2 separate regions of the Triticum aestivum genome follow, and region 2 is linked to region 1. Evidence: chromatin contacts called from public Hi-C data. All regions are on one chromosome and are shown on one strand. The core of a region is the stretch at or near the end of the contact, and the rest is flanking DNA. Distances in the headings are between cores, read along the strand shown. Region 1 holds the start of SAHH (adenosylhomocysteinase-like). Region 2 holds the start of LOC123046970 (serine hydroxymethyltransferase 4).

Evidence for each region. A called contact is a pair of places that touch in the nucleus more often than the background predicts.
Region 2: a Hi-C map of leaf shows a contact between it and region 1, with 6 times the contacts expected there. The contact joins the promoter of LOC123046970 here to the promoter of SAHH in region 1. A contact is called at or near these places in 3 of 5 Hi-C or Micro-C datasets (leaf and root).

What each region holds. Positions count from the first base shown.
Region 1 is chr2B:725,026,669-725,032,891 of IWGSC CS RefSeq v2.1, reverse strand. SAHH (adenosylhomocysteinase-like) reads left to right here and starts at 3,205. Exons shown (of 3, transcript NM_001405831.1): 1 at 3,205-4,047; 2 at 4,573-5,109; 3 at 5,196-5,945. The coding sequence starts at 3,337. The coding sequence ends at 5,405.
Region 2 is chr2B:725,209,424-725,215,646 of IWGSC CS RefSeq v2.1, reverse strand. It overlaps LOC123046970 (serine hydroxymethyltransferase 4), which reads right to left and starts at 2,813. Exons shown (of 4, transcript XM_044470433.1): 1 at 1,916-2,813; 2 at 496-886; 3 at 316-417. The coding sequence starts at 2,593.

The DNA of each region.
Region 1 (6,223 bases), core at 1,956-4,455:
AACTGTTTCCGTTTGCACGGGGAAAGGCAGCGAAGCAAACGCTGCATTCGGATATTTAACTTTGTGTAGGGACCCAAGATGGCGCCTCTGTTTTAGTTTTACTACAAGGAGTTGTCTTCAACCTCGGGCTCTGTTACGTAGGGATTTGTACCCTGCTGCCGAATGTTTCGAACAAACCGTTGCTTGTGAATCCGCAACCGAAATTTCAGAAAAAGAAACACTTGCATCTGAAGAAATGTCGCCGGCCGATGAGATATTTTGCTCTGGGCTCTGGCCAAATATTTCCGGTCCACGAGCACAAAATTACGCCGAACATCGTCAATTTGTCACTGATGGGGTAGGCGCAGACCGATGAGATCATGCGTAGAAAGCATGTCGACACCGGCAACGATCGACCCGAGTTGCTCCCCTCACCCCCTAATTTACGTTAGCTGGCATGATGGCTACACCAGCCAGTACTGGCGTACCGAAAGAGGAGGGAGTACGTGGCGCTTCAGCCGCTAGGGGGTTGGTGGAGGAGGAGTGGACTGGTGCGGTGGGGTGGGGTGGGGTGGGTGCTCAGCCCACAGCAGGATTTTCTGTGGACGAGCGGTGTGTAAATGTCCCCTTCGCGGTTGTTGCAGTCAATGTGTTGTGGCCAACCAAAAAGCTCAGATCTCTCCTCTCCCCCTCGGAAAGAAAAATAAAAGTTCAGATCTCTCCTCACCAACCACATGTGCGGGTGCACCTACCGATCCAGATTGTGGGAGGGCACCCATCTCCTTCCATGATGCACAATCATTATCAATTTAAGTTGTTATTTGTGGTAGGTGGTGGTAGGCAGGGGGAAATTTCTTTGCAGTCGTACAGTACGTAGGCATGCGCAATCAGTATCTTTTTTGAAATACAACCGTATAATATATTACTCCCTCCGTTCGGAATTACTCGTCCAAGAAATGAATGTATCTAGATGTATTTTAGTTGTAGATACATCCTTTTTACCCATTTTTGTGACAAGTAATTCCGAACGGAGGGAGTAGATGAAGAGAATATTGGCTACAACCATATATAATTGACCTCATAAACATAAATTTGGCACTAAAGAAAATGAAGGTCGCAACTAAAGCCGCAAGCTGAAATATCCGTGTCGAAACCCCAACCAAACTCATCGTTCAGGTGGACAACATCGAAAATTTCAATCAGTGAAACACCTATGAAGAATGGTGGAGGATCGAACCTACTTTAATTGGTGCAACTGCAAACCACATCATACAATCGGGATTGTCTATGGCGCCAAGCATATCGAGTCGGGCACCACCCTGATCTTGACGGGCAGATGCGTCGGCATCACTAAACTAAGCCGCATGCCTTGCTCGCATAGGCTCGAAAAGAATGGGTTGTTGAATAAGGCGGTGTTGCCGTGGACAATGCACACAGAGCCCCATCCATATACAATAGAAACAGCTAACCCATCGCCTATGAAGAATGACATAGACAAAAATTACAAAGCTCGTTGGCAAGGTTCTAGAAAAGTGTAGCTCAGGTAAGATAAGAGCCGGAGGACTTTTGTTACAAACAATAACACTATTACCATCAGAGTAACCATCGCTTTAAGGACAAATCCTAACAAAAAGAACTTACTATGCAGTGGACAAGAGATGAGAACACCCCCCTCCCCGTCTCATCGTGCCGGAGCAACGGCCATTGGCAAAGTGTGAGGGGCAATTGGTTTAGTATCGCTAGTAGTAGTGTTTCCTTGTATGCGCCGTCACAAAAAGCGGTAGCATGTTTAATCATGCATGCATTTTCCTCTCCATATAAATATCTATAATGAACCATGTGAAAAAACACTACATTATGTAAATCTTAAAATAGACAACTTCTAGCTATTTCGCAAACCCACTACTAGTTGGTCAAAGTGGAAACAATGACGATGCCATGAACTTCTTCTTTGTCAACCCTCTTAGGTTTGGTTTCTCCACAGTCAAGCATAGCATGAATCGCCTTCATGCATCCCACTGCCACCAAATATAGCTTCGCAACCACATGTGTCGTCAAGGCTACCCTGCATGTCCATCTTTACACCCAGATCTGGTCAAGATCTTTCTTGAACCTTTTTGCATCAATTGCATGAGGCCCCTTTGTTACAATTGTTGGGTTTCCCTCCCATATTTTTTGCTATCATGTTGTTGAATTGGCACAACAACTTGATGTCTTACTTCATGGGTTGAGCTAAAATGTCGTGTGAAGTCATGGAGTGGAGAGTTATGTGGAACCTAGTTACTAAAACACATAAGCATTGCTTTTAGTTGGTGTTTTTTCATCACGCAAAGTGTTCAACCCGATCCAAGATTGGATAATTTGAACACTTTTTTGTTCATGTTTATTGCTTTCGATTTGGTTCATCATCGTAATGAGATGGGGTATAGAGGTAAAAGTTTGTTCAACATTGATTTGTGGAAAATGGTGTGTCACCGAGGCCTAGCGCTCGGGACCGTGTCTACATAGTCTAGGTCTTAGTTGTTATGGCCTCAAATGGCTGGTGGTGTGACTTCAGCGACGGTGTGACAATGACGATGAATAAGTGTGCTCCAAATCCTTCACCAATGCTGCAATTTCCTTCGTCATCGGCTATGTATCCAGAAACCCATGTGTGCTCGGGCTGGATCTTGGGTCAGGGTCGTCTGCATTAGACTTTTATTAGTCTAATACGCGATGGGCCGACAATGCGTCAGAAGTTTTGATTTGGGCTTCATGTCTCAAGTCAATGTTTATCGTCCTCCTATGCTCTCTTTTGCGGTGGCGAAGACAACACGGGTTACATGGGTGTGTCTTTTGACGCACCATCGAGTTCTCCCGCGGCTCGTGGATCCACGTTGTTGTTGCTTCTTGACAGAATTTCACGACTTCTCGACTACGCGTGTCGGTATTACTTTGTTTGTTTACCGATGGCGGAACTTCGTTGACGCCATCCACATGTGCGGGATGAAGATGACGCAGGAGTTTTAAGAACTAGATTGATTTTTCTTTTTTCTGGGGTGCGTTCTTGTAATGCCGGTTGCCTAATTTGAGCCCTCAGAGATAAAACCCACAGGGTGAATTTTGCAAAATATATCTCAGCCGGTAGGGTTTTCCTCGCAAATCTCGTGGTGGTTTGGTGAGGTGCGCCTCCGAGCGTCGATAGGCAATCGAACGGTCTGGACTGGAAACTTTGCGGAATTGTAGAATGCAGCTGGTCCATTTCCACCGGACCCGTTCCCCATAAAACCCTCCTCACCCCCACCCTCTACCATCGCCGCCTCCTCCCATCACTCTTCTTCTTCCTCCTCTGCCAGATCCAATCCACCAACCTTCTCCATGGCGCTCTCCGTGGAGAAGACCTCGTCGGGCCGGGAGTACAAGGTCAAGGACCTCTCCCAGGCCGACTTCGGCCGCCTCGAGCTCGAGCTCGCCGAGGTCGAGATGCCCGGCCTCATGGCCTGCCGCACCGAGTTCGGCCCCTCGCAGCCCTTCAAGGGCGCCCGGATCTCCGGCTCCCTCCACATGACCATCCAGACCGCCGTCCTCATCGAGACCCTCACCGCCCTCGGCGCCGAGGTCCGCTGGTGCTCCTGCAACATCTTCTCCACCCAGGACCACGCCGCCGCCGCCATCGCCCGCGACTCCGCGGCCGTCTTCGCCTGGAAGGGCGAGACCCTCGAGGAGTACTGGTGGTGCACCGAGCGCTGCCTCGACTGGGGCGTCGGCGGCGGCCCCGACCTCATCGTCGACGACGGCGGTGACGCCACGCTGCTCATCCACGAGGGCGTCAAGGCCGAGGAGGAGTTCGAGAAATCCGGCAAGGTTCCCGACCCGGAGTCCACCGACAACCCCGAGTTCAAGATCGTCCTCACCATCATCCGCGACGGGCTCAAGACCGACGCCAGCAAGTACCGCAAGATGAAGGAGAGGCTCGTCGGTGTCTCCGAGGAGACCACCACCGGCGTCAAGAGGCTCTACCAGATGCAGGAGTCCGGCACCCTCCTCTTCCCCGCCATCAACGTCAACGACTCCGTCACCAAGAGCAAGGTATACTTCCTTCCCCTGGTTCCCATTTTCCATTTCAGATCTGATGCTCCGTGTCAGCGCGTTTCTACTTGTTTGAGCGTAGTAGTATTGTTGTGGTTTACATGTTTATGTTGTAGATCTGATATTTTAATATTTAGATCTCGCTGTTGCCTAGTTTAGATGCTGCTTCAGTACTAGACCTGGATCTGTATCTTTGTCTTTGGGTTTAGTGTTTGTTACGCTGGTTGTTGACTAACTAACTAACTAATGATAACATTAGTCACATTGTTTTCTGGATCTGACGGCCAGGGAGGGTCTAATTATAGAGTAACCTGCCTACCAATTTTTATTATTTCACTGCACTCATTTGAGCGTGGAACACTACTATGCCATGCACTGAATTATGTGATTTGCCCTGTGTAGTTTTTTTTAAATGTACTCTTGTTCTGTTTTAATCTAAAGGTAGAATTCAATGACATTTTCACCTTGCTAACAATTACTAATCTATGTTGTAATAAAACACTAATATATGTTTCTCCTGAACAGTTTGACAACCTTTACGGTTGCCGTCACTCGCTCCCTGATGGTCTTATGAGGGCCACTGATGTTATGATCGCCGGCAAGGTCGCCGTGGTCTGCGGTTACGGTGATGTTGGCAAGGGCTGTGCCGCCGCACTCAAGCAGGCTGGTGCCCGTGTGATCGTGACAGAGATTGACCCCATCTGTGCCCTTCAGGCCCTGATGGAGGGTATCCAGATCCTCACCTTGGAGGATGTTGTCTCTGAGGCTGACATCTTTGTGACCACCACCGGAAACAAGGACATCATCATGGTCGACCACATGAGGAAGATGAAGAACAACGCCATTGTCTGCAACATTGGTCACTTTGACAATGAGATCGACATGAACGGCCTTGAGACCTACCCTGGTGTCAAGCGCATCACCATCAAGCCCCAGACTGACCGTTGGGTCTTCCCCGAGACCAAGACTGGCATCATTGTTCTTGCTGAGGGTCGTCTGATGAACCTTGGATGTGCCACTGGCCACCCCAGCTTTGTCATGTCCTGCTCATTCACCAACCAGGTATGGCCAATGTGCAGTCTCCTGTCAACCATCAGTTAACAACTAATACAACTATGATCTAACATCCGATTTTGTTCTTGTTCCAGGTTATTGCTCAGCTTGAGTTGTGGAACGAGAAGGCCAGTGGCAAGTATGAGAAGAAGGTGTACGTTCTCCCCAAGCACCTGGACGAGAAGGTCGCGGCCCTCCACTTGGGCAAGCTCGGCGCCAGGCTGACCAAGCTCACCAAGTCCCAGTCTGACTACATTAGCATCCCAATTGAGGGTCCTTACAAGCCTGCGGCTTACCGGTACTAGTGTGTCCAGCATGACTAGCGGCTGGCCTGAGCCTGAGTCGGAGCAGCGGCACCAACGGGAACTCTATCAACTATCCTGTTTCCCTTCTATTATCTTACATGCTGTCTCTTAGGCGGAGGATTTGTTATTATGGTTATGTTTTGAGCCTTGTGAGGGTTGGGAGAGGCGGCGTTTGCTTTTGCCCAGAAATAATGGCATTATTATTGGTTTAAGTGAGGAGGTGTGCTTTTCCAGATACAGTTTTGTCTCGTTTGTTCTACCATGCCTGAAATCCTTAGCAAGCTGTAGCTCATATTTTGTGTGGTTCCTTAATGACTATTGCCGTAAATGCTTGTTTGTCACTGAAGTTTCATGACAACGTCATGTCACAGAAGGGTTTCTTTCAAATATGAATTCAGTGGCGTATTTTGTTGGTTAAATCATATGTAAAAAACTGGTGTATTTAATTGGTTAAGCTGAATATAAAAAAAATATGCCTCGACCTTAACGAGGTTCCGTCTTTTATGGCAGAATTTCCCTTTAACGTGGGAGTACAATATAGTGGGAAGTTGTTTTTTGTGAATGATATGATCTCTAGACGACGTGAAGTTCAGCATGTGAGCTCAAATGAGATCGGGTGAACAGTAAAATAAAAAATATATTTAAACATATTCAAAATAATCTGATTTTTTTATAGCAAACTTTGACAAATGTTCAGAGCTTGCAACCATTCTTCATGAAATCACGTCTGTGGAAGTTTTGGCAAAAAAAAAATGATATTGTGAAAATAATACTTGCCGAAGTATTTTGGAACACTAATTTTGTTTGTTCTGCCGCAA
Region 2 (6,223 bases), core at 1,564-4,063, 180 kb before region 1:
TCGCACCATGTACTTGTTTTATTTCAGAGAAAAATTATCATGTCAACAGTGGTGAATAACAAGTCACAACGACCCTGATTGCTCACATTGAAATGTATGCAACATGAAAATGAAGTAAACAGTACAGCCTCCATTCATTAACTACAAATTGCGAATATGGAAATATTTCCATATTTCCAATCTAATGAATGAGAAGTTTGAATGCACACATTCTAGAAACTCATCTATTTCGGATGGAGGTAATAATAATTTTTTTCAGGCTTGCAGTACCAGCAGATGTAATTAAATCATTAAAGCAAACGGAGTGATCCTTACCAATGCGGACACCACCCGGGGACAATGCACTGCTGTCACCGAAGACGGCATTCTTGTTCAATGTAATGCTACAAAGGTCACACATCTTTTCAACCTTGTTTCCTGCAGAAATAAGCTATTATTAGAACAAGTGATAATAGGACTGCTAGAAAATCAACTCACACAAATAAACTGGCTTACCAGTCAAGCCAAGAGGGCGGAGATCCCATAGAACAAGATGGTTGTCAGTTCCATCAGTCACCATCTTGTAACCCTTGCTCATGAGATATTTTCCAACGGCAACAGCGTTGGCCTTGACCTGCTTTGCGTAGGCCTTGAATCCAGGAGTCAAAGTTTGCTTCAGGGCAACTGCAAGGGCAGCAATCTGGTGGTTGTGCGGACCGCCCTGGAGCGATGGGAACACCGCAAAGTTGATCTTGTCCTCATAGTCATACACAGCACCCTCAGGCTGGCCCTTCTTCGCAGGCTTAGGGCCTTTCCTGTAGAAGATCATACCAGCCCTCGGTCCCCGGAGAGACTTGTGTGTTGTAGTGGTAACCACATCACAGAACTCAAAAGGATTTGCAGCTTCCTACATAAAAGAAAGGAAACAGTAAAGCATCTTAGAAACTGTAGGATTACATCAACATTCATACACTCATTAATCTTCAACCTATTGCGGTATAACTGAAACACCTAAAGGAAGATGACCAGGATTTTATAAAAATTAATAGGACATCCTTTTCAATTCCATGGTACACTATATGCATTTTTCATGACTATACTAAGTATTTTCTTCACTTACAGGAAAGCAGAGTTCAGAAGAACATGAGAAAAATACAGTCAAACAAGTGGTTCCTCTGACTAAATACAGTACAGAAGGAATATGCACATCAGTCACCCTAACAGACAGCTGAGCGCTCAATGTATGAAAAATGTGTATGCAATTGAGGCAACTAGCACATTATATTTATACTGTGCCATATGCCAAGTCAGGACTCAAGACTGCTTGTCATATGCTTGATGAAAGGGTAGTATAAGAGCAGTCATTCCATAGGTTAATCAGTGCAAAAACACAATTGATTATTTCCAAACAATGTTCTCAAGTATTTACGCTGAAACAAAGATTAACAATTATTATTACTACTACTACTATTTACAACAAACAATTTCACTGAAGTATGAACTCCAGATTGTTGCATGTGCTATCAGGGAAAAAAAAACTGTTGTTAATTCTTCAATCTTGTATTTGTCTGAAATTTTGTTAATTCTTCAATCTTGTATTTGTCTGAAATTACTACGCAACGTTTTAATACACATGTATGCAACGAATACCAAAGTGCTACTCACTTATAAAATATGCACAGATCTAATAGCAACATTCCAGGTAAACAGAGTGTTTTCCAGTTCAGAACAACCAAGCACCAACCACTTATGAAACATGCACAGATCTAATAGATGCACACAGCTAAAAGACAATCATATACAACTACAAAGCTCAACAACCAGGTACCTACTACTAAGATCCCAACAACCAGATCGCATCCATAGAAGAGGAATCCTAAAGCGAAGATCCAATTTCTGAATGTAACAAGTCGAGGTGAGTTTGTGGTGATTATACCTGCGCGGCGACCAGTCCGCTGATGTGCGCCATGTCGCAGAGGAGCATGGCCCCGACCTTGTCGGCGACGGCCCTGAGCCTGGCGTAGTCCCAGTCCCTGGGGTAGGCGCTGCCTCCGCAGATGATGAGCTTGGGGCGGAAGTCCATTGCCTTCTCCTCGAGCTTGTCGTAGTCGATGTAGCCGTTGGCGGCGCTGACCTTGTAGGGCAGACTCTCGAAGTAGATGGAGGTGGCGGAGATCTTTTTCCCCCCGGCGGTGTAGTAGCCGTGGGTGAGGTGTCCGCCTGAGGGGAGGTCGAGCCCCATGATCCGGTCGTGCGGGTTGAGGAGCGCGGTGTATGCGGCGAAGTTTGCGGGCGAGCCGGAGTAGGGCTGCACGTTGACGCCCCAGGAGGCGGCGTCGAGGCGGAAGGCGGCGAGGGCGCGGTCGCGGCAGAGGTTCTCGATCTCGTCGATGACGTCGTTGCCGCCGTAGTAGCGGGCCCCCGGCATGCCCTCGGAGTACTTGTTGGTGAGGGCCGAGCCGAGCGCCTCGATGACGGCGAAGGAGGTGAAGTTCTCGGAGGCGATGAGCTCGATCCCGCTCCGCTGGCGCCGCTTCTCCCGCTCGATGAGGTCGAAGACGTCCGGGTCGGCGTCCGCCAGCGGGGTCAGCCCCCACGACGCGACGGAGTCCATTGCGTCGGCGGCGGCGGCGGAGGGGGAAGGGGGGAGTGGTGGGGCGTCGGCGGAGGGGGGAGTGGAGAGGGGGAGGTGGGCGGCGAGTGGTGGCGATTGGAGGCGTGCGGATATATAGAGGGGAGTGCGGCGCGTGTGCACGTCGGAGGTGGGTGGTGGTGGTGGGTGCGGCCGAGGTGTTCGACCGGATGCGCGGTAGGGGGTTGGTGTGGGTGCGAGTGAGCTGCTTGGGCCTCGGTCGCGGTGGGCGGTTGGGCCACCGCACCGCGCCGTCACATGGCAGCCGTGTTAAACGCGACTGTGGATTTTGTGCTCTGCTCCCTTGATTTTAGAAAGGATTTTAGAGTTGTCTAAAAAAAGGATTTTAGAGAAGTTCAAAACTTTTTTTTTGTGGGTCAGAAAAGTTCAAAACTGAGTTGAAAAGTTTAAAAACATCTAAAATAAATATTGTGTGTGGGTATTACAGTAGTCAGTAAGCCACGCACCAGTAATTTACTGTAAAAATTTCTTTTATTTACGGTAAAAAATCGTGGGAAATGATCTATTCTAATTGCGTCTGGGTAGGGCTGTGCGTGCGCTTAATGCCAAGCTGGAGCTTCACCCCGCTGCTCACAAGCGGCGTCATAGAGCTGCAAGGGCTCCTCTTCCGCCCGTCTTCCATGGTGGATGGCGCATCTCGAAGGGTGATCCGCTAGGGGCTCGTGAAATAAGCCTTGCATCGGATGGCTGAGAAGACTTGTTTCTCTCCTCTTCCTTTACTATCGTGGGGCCGGAGAGGGGGGGAGGGGGATCACTCATACTTTCTTGAATGTGGTGTTTTTGTCGGGTGATGAAGCTTGTTTGGAGGTGCATTGTGAAAGAACATGCGGTGCCCCCATGTTTGGTTTTGGTAATTGATGACAATCTCTATGGACTAACGATTGCCTTGAGTTTTATTTGAAGGTTTTGTCCATAGGATTTTCTTGGAATACATGTGTTGGTTTCAAGGAGAGTTTGTGTCGACCAAGGTGCTATTCAAGGAATTACCTAAAGATTGGTCTTGTGAGAGGTTGATCAAGACTAAGTCAAAGAGTGAATCAAGTTGATTAACACACAAAGCGTAGAAGATGTACCATAGGGATCAAGTGATCCCATGGTATGGTAAGCATTGTCAATTATGCTTTTGTGTACTAACCCGTGGTCTTCGTGAGAGTTCTTTGTGGGGTTAGGTTGCGGTGTGCAAGTTTGAGTGGAGCATCACGAAGAGATCAAATGCTTGAAGCTTGCCGTCCATTTTGGTGTCAATGGACTTGTGAAGATGTGTCGAAGAGTGGCTCACCCATAATGGAGTATGGGGGAGCAATCATCTAGTCTTCATCGACTCAACGCAGTCAAGAAAGGTGGTCCAACTTGAGGGAGTCAAGATCGTCATCATCTAGCTCAAGTGGGCCATGTGCAAGGCAAAAGTTTGCCCTTGATAAGTTTTCTATTTTACCTGTCTCATGGTGGTAGTTGGGAGACCGGGTTATAGGATCGATGGCCGTACTATCAAGGGGGGCTCTCGATGAGTAGCTTGACCGTATTGTTCGTTGAGAGCTCAAACATTGCATCCTTGCATCATCTTTCTTGGTTATTGTTTGGTTCTCCTTGTGAGATTTGGAGCTTATGGTCATCTTGATGACAAGCTCGAGTTCATCGAAAACGAAGTTCACATGCTTCTTCTATGATGTTTTCGATGTTCGAGGTTCTGTCAGTTCTTCTCTGTTGGAGATTTCTCTCCTCTTTTTGTTAGACCATGTTTTGATGCTACTCGTTCTCTTGTATCCAACAAGCTTGAGTTTGCTCAATTCGGAGCTCATTTGCAGAAATTATGGCAGTTCTGTTTTTATTGGATCCGTCTGTTGTCTTTAGCTGCGTTTTGAAGGCATCCAAGTGCTAAAGCCTCTATGGCGTGCGGTAGTACTGCTCAAGGGAGTGGTAGTACCGCAGGCCAGCGGTAGTACCGCAGGCCAGCGGTAGTACCGCTCTTGGTGAGCGGTAGTACCGTTGCCTCTAGCCCAGAGCGCTGGCGCGCACGGAAGTAGGCGCGGAAGTAATTCTTTGAGCTTGTGTTCTTCCCCCATTGTTGACCTTCTTCGAGCTTGCTGTCTCTCAATCCGTCCATGGATTATTACTAGTTTTTGGGGGAAAGAGAGAGGAGATCTAGATCCACATTTCCACCAATCACTTTCTCCTCTTTGTGAGGGGACCCCTTGGATCTAGATCTTGGAGTTCTTGGTGTTCTCCTTCTTGTTCTTCCTCTCATTTTCCTCCCTAGCATTAGTTGCTTCAGTGGGATTTGGGAGAGAAGGACTTGGGCACTCCGTGTGCCCTTGCCCTTGCATTTGGTGCATCGGTTTGAGTTCTCCACGGTGATACATGGAAGTTACAAGTTGAGAAGCTTATTACTCTTGGGTGCTTGGTACCCTTGAGCTTGTTCCTTTTGGGTGCTTGGGCGCCCTAGACGGTTGGTGGTGTTCGAAGCTCAATCATTATGGTGTAAAGCTCCAGACAAGCGTCGGGGTCTTCAATTAGGTTGTGAAGATCACCCCGAACAATTTGACGGGTACCGGTGACCGCCCCCAAGGGTTGCCAAAGTGTATGGGTTCGGTGACTGCCCCCAAGGGTTGCCATTTGTACGGGTTCAGTGACCGCCCTCAAGGGTCCCTTAGTGGAATCACGACATCTTGCATTGTGCGAGGGCGTGAGGAGATTACGGTGCCCCTAGTGGCTTCTTGGGGAGCATTGTGCCTCCACACCGCTCCAAACGGAGATTGGCATCCGCAAGGGTGTGAACTTCGGGATACATCGTCGTCTCCGCATGCATCGGTTATCTCTTACCCGAGCCCTTTACTTATGCACTTTACTTTATGATAGCCATATTGTTTTTTGTCATATATCTTGCTATATCTTAGTAGTTTATCTTGCTTAGCATAAGTTGTTGGTGCACATAGGTGAGCCTAGTTGTTGTAGGTTTTGTGCTTGACAAATTAACCGTTAGGTTTATTCCGCATTTGTTCAAGCCTAAATTGTAATTATTTTAAAAGCGCCTATTCACCCCCCCCCCTCTAGGCGACACCCATGATCTTTCACATTGTACTTATTGTTCCGCTATATAGACCTCCGTCGGTGGAGCTAAAGTTCAGTATATTAGTTATCTTTGGTGCCCTTTGTTCAACCTCCATGGCGATGTCCTCTTCTCCTTGCCTTAGTTGGGTAGGCGGTGGTCCGAGATGGTGGCTTCAGAGCCTCAGATGAGATTGTAGTATGTGACATGACTCGATTGTCTTTCCTTATTAATCTTCGGGTCATACTTGCAAGATGAAAGGACTTAGAGGTTATTTTATTTTATTTTCCGCTCCTTGTAGTGTTGAAATACTTTTGTCCGGAAAAATTGTAGTGTTGAAATATTACTCAAGAAATTCATACAATCAGAGAGAAAAAAGCACATCGCGCAGGACGATGCACCACCTATTAAAGCACTACAAGTTTTACATTGAGGCAATATTATGCAAGCTCGTGTGCCCCATTCACTATCTCTGATAAAGAGGGTTCTTCCTCCGAGTTTTTTACGAACCTCATAAGAGGGTATGGTGTTCATGCGCATTTATA